Regions from separate parts of the Triticum aestivum genome. Here region 1 is linked to region 2. Evidence: chromatin contacts called from public Hi-C data. All regions are on one chromosome and are shown on one strand. Each heading gives the region's core, a stretch centred on a gene start, on an enhancer-like site or on the middle of the called end of the contact. The rest is flanking DNA. Distances are from core to core; before and after follow the strand shown.

The links. A called contact is a pair of places that touch in the nucleus more often than the background predicts.
Region 1: a Hi-C map of leaf shows a contact between it and region 2, with 7 times the contacts expected there. The contact joins the promoter of LOC123132008 here to the promoter of LOC123132006 in region 2. A contact is called at or near these places in 2 of 5 Hi-C or Micro-C datasets (both in leaf).

The regions. Positions count from the first base shown.
Region 1 is chr6A:58,766,670-58,771,853 of IWGSC CS RefSeq v2.1, forward strand. It overlaps LOC123132008 (polyubiquitin), which reads right to left and starts at 3,255. Exons shown (of 2, transcript XM_044551755.1): 1 at 3,058-3,255; 2 at 1,128-2,305. The coding sequence starts at 2,305. The coding sequence ends at 1,388.
Region 2 is chr6A:58,618,568-58,623,534 of IWGSC CS RefSeq v2.1, forward strand. It overlaps LOC123132006 (protein SENSITIVE TO UV 2), which reads right to left and starts at 3,471. Exons shown (of 26, transcript XM_044551752.1): 1 at 3,050-3,471; 2 at 2,511-2,661; 3 at 1,452-1,517; 4 at 1,260-1,343; 5 at 803-886; 6 at 636-689; 7 at 520-559; 8 at 385-442; 9 at 255-306; 10 at 120-156; 11 at 1-25. The coding sequence starts at 2,564. LOC123132007 reads right to left here. Exons shown (of 2, transcript XM_044551754.1): 2 at 4,379-4,967. The coding sequence ends at 4,827.

The sequences.
Region 1 (5,184 bases), core at 2,005-4,504, 150 kb after region 2:
GGTATAAAAAAATGGGAAAGGCTCAGTTATGTGACAGTTCAAAGCTTTCATATTCGTATTCATCTTCTAGGATTCCATATTTATATTCTTTTAGGGTTTTATATTCATATTCGCCCTCTCGGGTCCTATATTCGTCTTCTGAGTCTTCCGCTCAAGTTCTTCTTCTAGGGTCCTATATCTAAATTTAACAATTTCTGAACCTTTTTTATCTTTTCTGTATCAAGGATCGTCAAAAAAAGAAAAAATATAGTATTTCTACATAAAAATACGTATTTATTTGTCCAAACAAGCTTATGCATCATCAGACGCACAGGAAAACAAAGAAAATTATAGGATTTGATAAAATGGAAAAGGCTCAGTTACATATTCGTATTCGTCTTCTAGAATTCCATATTTAGATTCTTCTAGGGTTTTATATTCATATTCGTCCTCTTAGGTCCTGTATTCTTCTTCTAGGGTCCTATATTTAAATTTAACAATTTCTGAACCCTTTTTTATTTTTTCTGTATCAGGGATCGTCAAAATAAGCAAAAATAGTAGAGTAGGGTCCTATATATAAATTTAACAATTCCTGAACCGTTTTTATCTTTTCTATATCAAGATCGTCAAAATAAGCAAAAATAGTATTTCTACGTAAAACATCCATAAGGAGGATTTTAATCGAAATCCAAATCCCAAAACAGAATATTAATTCTTTCTATTGTTCTTGATGATATTGTAATGGAATGACAACCTATTTCTTCGCTTTTTCGCCAACAAATCTGAATTATCATGAAAAATAAAAGGGCAATCCGATGCATGTAGCTCCCGCTTGCGCAGGGTCCGAAGAAAGGTCCGACCATTTTGGGTCTATAGTACGCAGTCTTTCCCTATATTTCTGTAAGAGGCTGTTTCCAAGACTTACCCGTGACCTCATGGTCACAAAGCAGCAGCTTTACCACTGCGCCAAGTCTCCCCTTCCATCATGAAAAATAGAAGGATAGATAAAATTCCAATGGCCATTGGACATGATTCGATCCCTAAGTAAATCGACAGAGGAACTACAAACCGATGCACAGGATCAGAAGAGAAGATCCATGAGAAGGCCACATTTGAGAGAGCATGAGAAGATCCTTGAGAAGACCACATTTCAAGAATTTCCTCAATACTTCATGACCAGTTCAATGCAAGAATCTGCCGACAAATAGCAACACAAGTATGGCAGGAACAACACAATTACACACGATATTAAGGGTTCACTTATTAATCATCCAACCTCCAAAGCCACTCACATCATTAAGTATGTAAGCACAACCAAACATAACAGAGATAGAAAGACGACCAAAACAGAAACTGAAAACACCATTGAGTACACCGACGAGACAGAAGCAGCGCCATGAGCAGGCACTTACTGGCCACCACGCAGGCGGAGCACCAGGTGAAGGGTAGACTCCTTCTGGATGTTGTAGTCTGCCAGGGTGCGGCCATCCTCAAGCTGCTTGCCGGCAAAGATCAGACGCTGCTGGTCCGGGGGAATGCCCTCCTTGTCCTGGATCTTCGCCTTCACATTGTCAATGGTGTCCGAGGACTCCACCTCCAGGGTGATGGTCTTGCCGGTGAGCGTCTTGACGAAAATCTGCATGCCTCCACGAAGCCTGAGCACCAGGTGGAGGGTGGACTCCTTCTGGATGTTATAGTCTGCCAGGGTGCGGCCATCCTCGAGCTGCTTGCCGGCGAAGATGAGGCGCTGCTGGTCCGGAGGGATGCCCTCCTTATCCTGGATCTTTGCCTTCACATTGTCGATGGTGTCCGAGGACTCCACCTCCAAGGTGATGGTCTTGCCGGTGAGGGTCTTGACGAAAATCTGCATGCCTCCACGGAGCCTGAGCACCAGGTGGAGGGTAGACTCTTTCTGGATGTTATAGTCAGCCAGGGTGCGGCCATCCTCCAGCTGCTTGCCGGCAAAGATGAGGCGCTGCTGGTCCGGGGGGATGCCCTCCTTGTCCTGGATCTTGGCCTTCACATTGTCGATGGTGTCCGAGGACTCCACCTCCAGCGTGATGGTCTTGCCAGTGAGGGTCTTGACAAAGATCTGCATGCCTCCACGGAGGCGGAGCACCAGGTGGAGGGTGGACTCCTTCTGGATGTTGTAGTCAGCCAGGGTGCGGCCATCCTCGAGCTGCTTGCCGGCAAAGATGAGGCGCTGCTGGTCCGGGGGGATTCCCTCCTTGTCCTGGATCTTGGCCTTCACATTGTCGATCGTGTCAGACGACTCGACCTCAAGGGTGATGGTCTTGCCGGTGAGGGTCTTCACGAAGATCTGCATCTGTAAATACAAAGTAAAATAAACCCAGAGTAAGGAGCAGTTAAAAGGAAACATGAGGACATTAACAAAAAAGTACAGAGAGAGATGAAATCCTAGCTACAAATCAACAAACATCTCAATATAAAGTTGAACAAACAGACTACACTAGCAAAAATCCGATATATCAATACAATCTTTCTTAGCCTGGTGAGAAGGACGATTAATCTAAATTCTAGCAGATCTATGCTCAAGTTGGGCACAACAATCTAGAAAAGTGTAGAAGAATCAACAATAACAATATCACGAATTTCAGAGTAGAACCGACAGGCAACTACGAGGCTGAACAATGAATAAGCTGGTAAACAAATCCAGAACCAACAACCTACAAGAACCCAGCATAAACTTGGCAACAATCGTACGGAACCAACCGGCTACACAAGCCTAGATGGACCGAACCAACGACGGTCGGCAGATCTACTGGATAATCCATACATAATCGCGGTGGGGATTTAATAACAGACGAGCAGAATCACCTTAGTTCTACAAGAACACGACACGCAAACTTGGCAACAAACGAGCGGAATCAACCGCAGCTACACACATCTAGACGGACCGAATCAACAACAACCGGCGGATCTACTCGATGATTCGACGCATGATCGAATCAACAGAAATCGATCAACAGATAATAGGTCTCCAGCCCGCAGATCTACCCAATACTAGAACATAGAGCGAGCGGAATCGAAAGGCGGAGGGATCGGAAACTCGCGTACCTTGAAGGAGCGTGAGGGGCGCTTGTCTTCCGATCGGTCGAGGATTTTCTCGGTGAGATCGCGGAGAGGGGATTGGATTTGTTTGGTGGACGGGAGAGGAGAGGGGGGCGGGGATTTTGTAGTCGGGGAGGGGACGCCGGGTCAGACGGGAAGGGAGGAAGAGTCCCGCAAGGCTGCGGCACCGGTGACGTGTGGCGTGGGAACAACCAGCCGATAAGATTTTTTTTCCCTCTGCTATATATTTTCTCGCTTTGTTTTTATTTTTCAAAAACTAGTCAATGGGTACGTGCATTGCATGTTAATTTGAAAATATATTAAGTGCATGCGGATATTAAATAGGATATTTTTTGCGTGTTACTATGTAATTAGCACTATTTTTGGCATGAAATTAACTGCACGCTAAACGTGTTGAACACTCGACATTGAAGCAGTTTAGGTCGTTGGATTCACATGATTTGATGGCCGAGATTAATTAGATCTGCCCGTTTGGGTCTTTTTATATTGGTATAGATATAGATGCTAAACGTACAGGCACCTACCGGCCCTTACGGGGACCTTTCCAACAAACTAAACACTACCCCCTGATTCTTAGGGGGTGGGGCCTGCTTTGGCAACTAAAATTCAATCACAAACTTCTACGTCACATTGTTTTCAAGTCAACCTGTAAAAGCCTGTATATAATCCTGTACGTGTAACATTATTGTTTTTTACCTATCAAGCAAAACGATAGCCTGTTTCACGGTATACATCATCTACAGCCGCGGACAGCATTCCAACCCCTCAAACACCCGGACGCGTTCGTCAGCACGGACCGGTCATGCCTTAAATTTTTTTTCTTTCCACACCCGCATATCTCATATCTCGCACCCTATATACATACTACACATGTAACGTAAGAGTTACTCTACGTGATCAGACAACGCACAACGAAATCGGCATCAAACAGACAACTAAATGCACATAAATGAACTATACATCATCTAAAAACATCGGAGTTCATCGTCAGACAAGTTCTTAACTTCAACAGCTAAAAAACGACAATAAACATAGGAGCAGGAGCGTCTTCATCACTTCCTCGTCGGGCCTTTCCCCTTCCGGTCGCCGGCATAGTTGTAGGTGTCCGCGGCTGTGGAGGATCTTAGTCGTTGGAGGAGGAGGTGGAGTTGTAATCGTCGCCGTCGTCGGAATCGAAGAGGATGCTCAACCCCTTCATCTGGAGGACGACCTGGTCCCGCTGCCGCTTCAACTTGGCGAGCCGAGCCGCCTCCTTCGCCTCACGCTCCGACTCCTCTGTGGCAAGCCAAAGCAATTTTGTGTCCTTCCGCCATAGGTGACGAGTGTTCGTCTCCGCCATTGTGAGCGACCGGCGGTAGACCCAAGCAAGGAGCCGCTCATCCTCATTAGGCTTCGGTGACATCCCACGGCGGTGGCGCATGGTACATTCATTTTGCATCATGCTTTTATATTGATATTTATTGCATTATGGGTTGTTATTATACATTATAGCATAATATTTATACCTTTTCTCTCTTATTTCACAAGGTTTATATGAAGAGGGAGAATGCCGGCAGCTGGAATTCTGGACTGGAAAATGAACAAATCCGAGAGACCTATTCTGCACAACTCCAAAAGTCCTAAAAATTTACGGAGAATTATTTTGTAATATATAAAAAACATTGGGTGAAGAAAGTACCAGAGGGACCCCACCAGGAAGCCACAAGGGTGGGGGCGCGCCCTACCCCCTAGGTGCGTCCCTTGCCTTGTGGGCCCCCTAGCAGGCCTCCGGTCCTCATCTTCTGCTATATGATGTGTTTTGATCTGGAAAAAATCAAGAGGAAGCTTTCGGGACAAAGCGCCGCTGTCTCGAGGCGAAACCTGGGCAGAACCAATCTAGGGCTCCAGCGGAGCTGTTCTGCCGGGAAAACTTCCCTCCGGGAGGGGAAAATCGAAGTCATCGTCATCACCAACGATCCTCTCATCGAGAGGGGGTCAATCTCCATCAACATCTTCACCAGCACCATCTCCTCTCAAACCCTAGTTCATCTCTCATATCTGATCTTTGTCTTAGAACCTCAGATTGGTACTTGTGGGTTGCTTGTCATTTCCTTCTGCTCCTCGTTGGGTTCG
Region 2 (4,967 bases), core at 2,221-4,720:
TGAGATACGCCATTCTGAGCACTGCCTGCATCACCGAATGTACCCTCCATCTTATGCAAAGAAATGTGCAAGTCCACTTTATCTATCATAAAACTATAAATAAGCCCTCAAATGCCTACCATTTTCATTTACATCATTCTCCTTTGAATGTGAATCCTGTTGCAACAAAATTAGTCCACAAGTCAAGAGAAAGTTGAAACTTAAACCAAATAAAAGATATGATGTGCAGAGTAATATCAAAATATCAAACTCACGTTTTGAGAATTGGCATCACTTCCTTCACTCTCACTATCACTTCCGCTTTCACTGCAGGTTGAAGGTACCCTATAATTAGTTGTTCTGGAACTAAAGAAACTTGTAATTACCACACATTGCTAACAAAACCTGTTGGACGTAACCCCATTGGCAGATGGACCAGATGTTTTGCCAGGCTCATTTTTCCCTGAAATTATGAACAGAGATCAAAACCTGATTCCCAAGCTTAAAATAACCTTAACACTGATCTTGGACAAGACTTACCATTTGTTTCTGCAGCACCTGGTGCAGCTCCCTGAGCTCCCTGAAAGACATGTCAAAATTTGCATGAACTAGTGACAATCAGAAGAAAAAGAAGAACCAAAGAGATTATTACTTACAGCAGGTTCAAGATTTCCATTTGTTTGCATAGGATAATGAAATGGATGCACACCCTGTACAAGTAATTATTGATTCGTACGAGCATGTCAGTAAAATTGGATGCATATGGTGTGCGAATAGGAAGATAGCTTTGTAGATTACACTTGTCAGGTACAAAAGTTCATACAGGAGTAGTCGGGTGGGCATATACTGTTCCTGGTGGATACATCATATAGGGGGGTGGTGGTGTCCCGTAAGGTGGCACCATGTGCTGCAATTAACAGGTCCATATTTTTAGGTTTACATACAAAAAGCACATGCCTACATATAAACATGATTTTACAGTTAATGCAAACCGCCACCTGCCTAACTTTCACCCCTTTCTTCCTCTTACAGAATTCTTTATCGCTAAGTAAATAATATTGGGGAGACCTTTTTTAATAATATCGAGAAGAGAAACACATGTAATAAGAACTATAAATGGTCCATCAACAAAGCAGGAAAGATCCCATATTCAAGCTGAGGCAGACATCAACTGAGGTAGGATCAGATTTCAAACAGCACAAATTCATACTTTGCCGGTCTTGCTCTAAGCTGAACAGGGATTTATGAGGAAAAGGGACAAAGTTTCCTATAGAGGGCACCTGAGCTCCCCACATGTATGGATGAGCCTGGCCTGCAGCAACAGGAGGGGGGAAAAACCCATGTGGTGGCATCGCTGGGTAGCCCTGCCAAGATTTACAAGATAATAAAGTCAATGACAACACTAAATAACATAATTAATTCAGTAAAATAAAAGCACATCCATCTCATTGGTAAAAAAATCATAGAATAACCTGAAAGCCGGGCCATTCAGGGTAAACTGGAGCTGTAGTGCCAGAGGTAGTAGCTGGAGGTTGCTCCTGAGAATAGGAAAGTAAGAAACCAAAATGGGATTAGTAAAAAGAGAATGTTTATGACAACAGAAACAGGGAATTTGTATTTTGATCCAGCAAGGTATTTCCTTCCGTCAGCATAAGGAAACTAGCGTAGGTAACTAGAACTGAAGTACCCAAAATATCTTTCGGTAATGCAGTCCATGCTGTTAAATGTTGGTTCAAAATAATGGCGATTAGACTGACAAGCTGTGGGATCGAGTTTTAACAAACACCTCTATTTTGTTAGAGCTCTATAAGTCAAAATTTTATCACGTAACTAGAATTTTTGGCGCTCCCGTACAGGCCATTAAACGCAAAACCCGCCGCAAAATTCCTGCCAGAATGAACTAATCAAACTAAACAGTACCATTTGCAGCATCAATTCCATTTTATTCCCTTGGAAAACCCCAATTCTTTTATAACCCTAACCTTAGCTCCATTAATCACCTATCTCCTTGCCATGTGGGCCATGCCTGTCAGTTTTTGTGGTTAGTTCCATGAAAGAGAGAATTTGTGTGGTAAAGGTTGGGGTATTGCGTGACTGGTGCCCCAGATTGGGTTCCTTGGTAGTTACTAAAAAGGTAAGAGGTCTATCAGTGCCACTGCTGAACAGATCTATGCACTTCAATTACAAAAACAAGATTTGCAAGGCATCAACGTTCTTGAGCCAGCCAAACCATGATAATCTGAGTAGTAAAGAAATGTGCACTTCTTCTGCTATAATTTTTTAATATACAATACTTACACAAAGTGTCCTCTAATTTGGGTGTAAAACAAAGTTACTGTCGTCTTAATAATCATCATTCTAAGTACCATTAGGTGCTTGAGACACATCCAAACTATATACACAGAAACACGGGAAGGAGCACGAAAAAAAAAACAATCAATTTATCTTTTCGAGCAAATGGTCAGACCAAACTAAGCACCACAAGACAATCCATTCATTCGAAAAGATGAAGATGCGGCGCAATCAGGCACCTGTTCTGGTGGCTTCGAAGCCTTAGGCGGCGTGCTAGGATCGTTGCTCCCCATCGGATTAACCAGCAGAGCTTCCGGACGACCAGCTCCACCAATCACTCCATATCAAAACCAGTACACCGACAACTCTGGGTGGCAGGAAGACCTAGAGCTGCAACAGAAAGGAAATCATACATTGTAGCAGCAAGTAAAGAGCAAGTTTTATCGTGATAGGAGCGAAAGGTTCGAGAATTTCGCAGGCAGGGCAAGATTCCACTGGCCAATCGAGCAGTAAGCTAGAGCGATAACAAGGAAATCACACTGAAACTCAAGAGAGAACTCCAAGGCGCATTACGCAACACCTCAAGGATCCACACCAGCTAAAAATTCTGACGAACCGCCGAACCCTATCTAACTAACCCTAGCCGATTCGGACGCAGAGCCGGAGCCACGTCCATCCGGCGCACGGTTCCAAACCCCCCAGAGATCAGAAATCCGCGGGTCCCTCGTCCAATGCGAGTGATGCGCCACGTAACCCTTCCGAGTGTTTCAAAATTTACCAGCAGGCCTCACCGGGCTCGGGCTTGGGGCGCGAGCGGCTCGCCGGAGATTCGAGGGCCGGCGCGACGCGACGCCGGCGAGGGCACGGCCACCCACACGAGCAGAGGAGCGGCCCTCGCCGAGACCAGCAAATGCGCGGCGGCGGGGGAGGGAGGGGTGGGGGGTGGAGGAGGGATTGGGAGGGAGGGAGGGAGGGATCGAGGAAGAAGAGATGGAAGCTCCGCGGGGGGCGACTGCGTGGACCGGGTTCACGGCGGACGGCGGGCAGGAGGACGCGGGGACGGGCCGCTGGCGCGCGGGGCCCGCGGTCCAGGCGGGCGGTGATTGGTGGGCCGGGTCCACGGGCGGATATGGCGTGAGCAAGAGCAGCAACTGGCTGGGTAGATGGATGGATAGGCCGGGAGTGGAGTGGCCCACTTGGATGGATGCTGCGGCGGCAACAACCGTCGCCGGCGCCATGCTGGCCTGCCCATATCCTCTCCCTCACTCTCTTTCTCTCAACTAGGAGTAATTAATCATTTCTTTGGCCATGTCATATCAATTATGAATCCTTAATAATGCAAAAGGATGGAGATAAAACTATTTTTTTAAAGCAACTTGGGGAATGGGTGAGGGTTATAAGAGTGGAAACCGAAGAAAAAAAAAAGGAAGTATGACTGCGGTGTCACGGATTGTCGAATCTTATAATCAAAGCACGTGGGATTTTGCGAAATTATCGCCCCGGCGGCAGACGGCAGTGGATATATGAAAGTTATGTCCTGGTCGGGTTGTCAAGAAATCAGGGTTTAAGGTTTAGGAGGATTATATTTCACATGAGTTTTTCCACTGTGAAGGGATGGAGATAAATTTAGATTTTTATAAGAGCAACTTGCTGAATGAGTGAGGGTCCTAAGAGTGTGGAATAAAGCAAAGCAAAAAGGATGTATGATTGCGGTGTCATGGTTTGTTGGACCTTAAATAGAGGAATTCGCAAAATCATTGCTGCTTAAGGTCGCATTCATCACACCCCTTTATTCTTGAGGATCATCGCACTGGCGACGACGAATGCATGAAAGCAATGCAGGGGTGTCGATGAATCAGGGTTTAAGGTCTAGGATTATATTTGATAGGATTTTTTTTGTTGACTAAAACTCATTGGAAAGACCCTTCTTTTGCTGTTTCTACTGTACAATCAAAACAAACAATGCTTCAAGCTCAGGGATGTATAAAATTCAAATCAACATCACATTACAGTCCCATCAGTGAAATCAAATAACAGTGCGACAAAAGAAAGCTTTGTGGTCGTAGGTAGTGGCAGTCTATGTTGTAAATACGATTATCACACAAAGTTGATCACGTAAACAAAATCATCATAAATTCATAATCCACCATTACGGATCCTAGATGGCAAAAAAATAAATAGACCGAGAACAGCAGGCAAGAAAAGGGATCTCGCACAAAGTCATCAGCCCTTCAGTTCAAGGGTTTAGTTGGTTGCTCTATTTTGAAAGTACACGTCCCCCCCTTTAATAATTCAGCTTTGTCTGCTTTCCTCTCACTGCTCAACAATGTACAGCTACTAATAGTGGTACAAGGGATCTGATCAGCCATGAAACCAGGCCTGATCCCAACACACTCAACTGAGAATGGTGCAAACCAGATCCACTCCTCGGAGGCTCCAGACGGTGAGGGGCACAAGGTAAAGCTCCTTTGCTCCTTGGGCCGGAGGGGGAGTGGATGACAGTTCTCGAGGCGGCAGCCGAAGGCACACTACAACCCAGGCTTGCGTTTACACCTTCACACCCACTGGAGCTGCCCTTGGTGCTCCACGCAATGGCGGATGTCGCCGTCGACGGCGATCGTTTGCTTCCTCATCGCTAGAGCGGTTGGTCTCGTGTTGTATTTCACCTGGAACCTTCCAGCTGGGCTCGCGTCGTT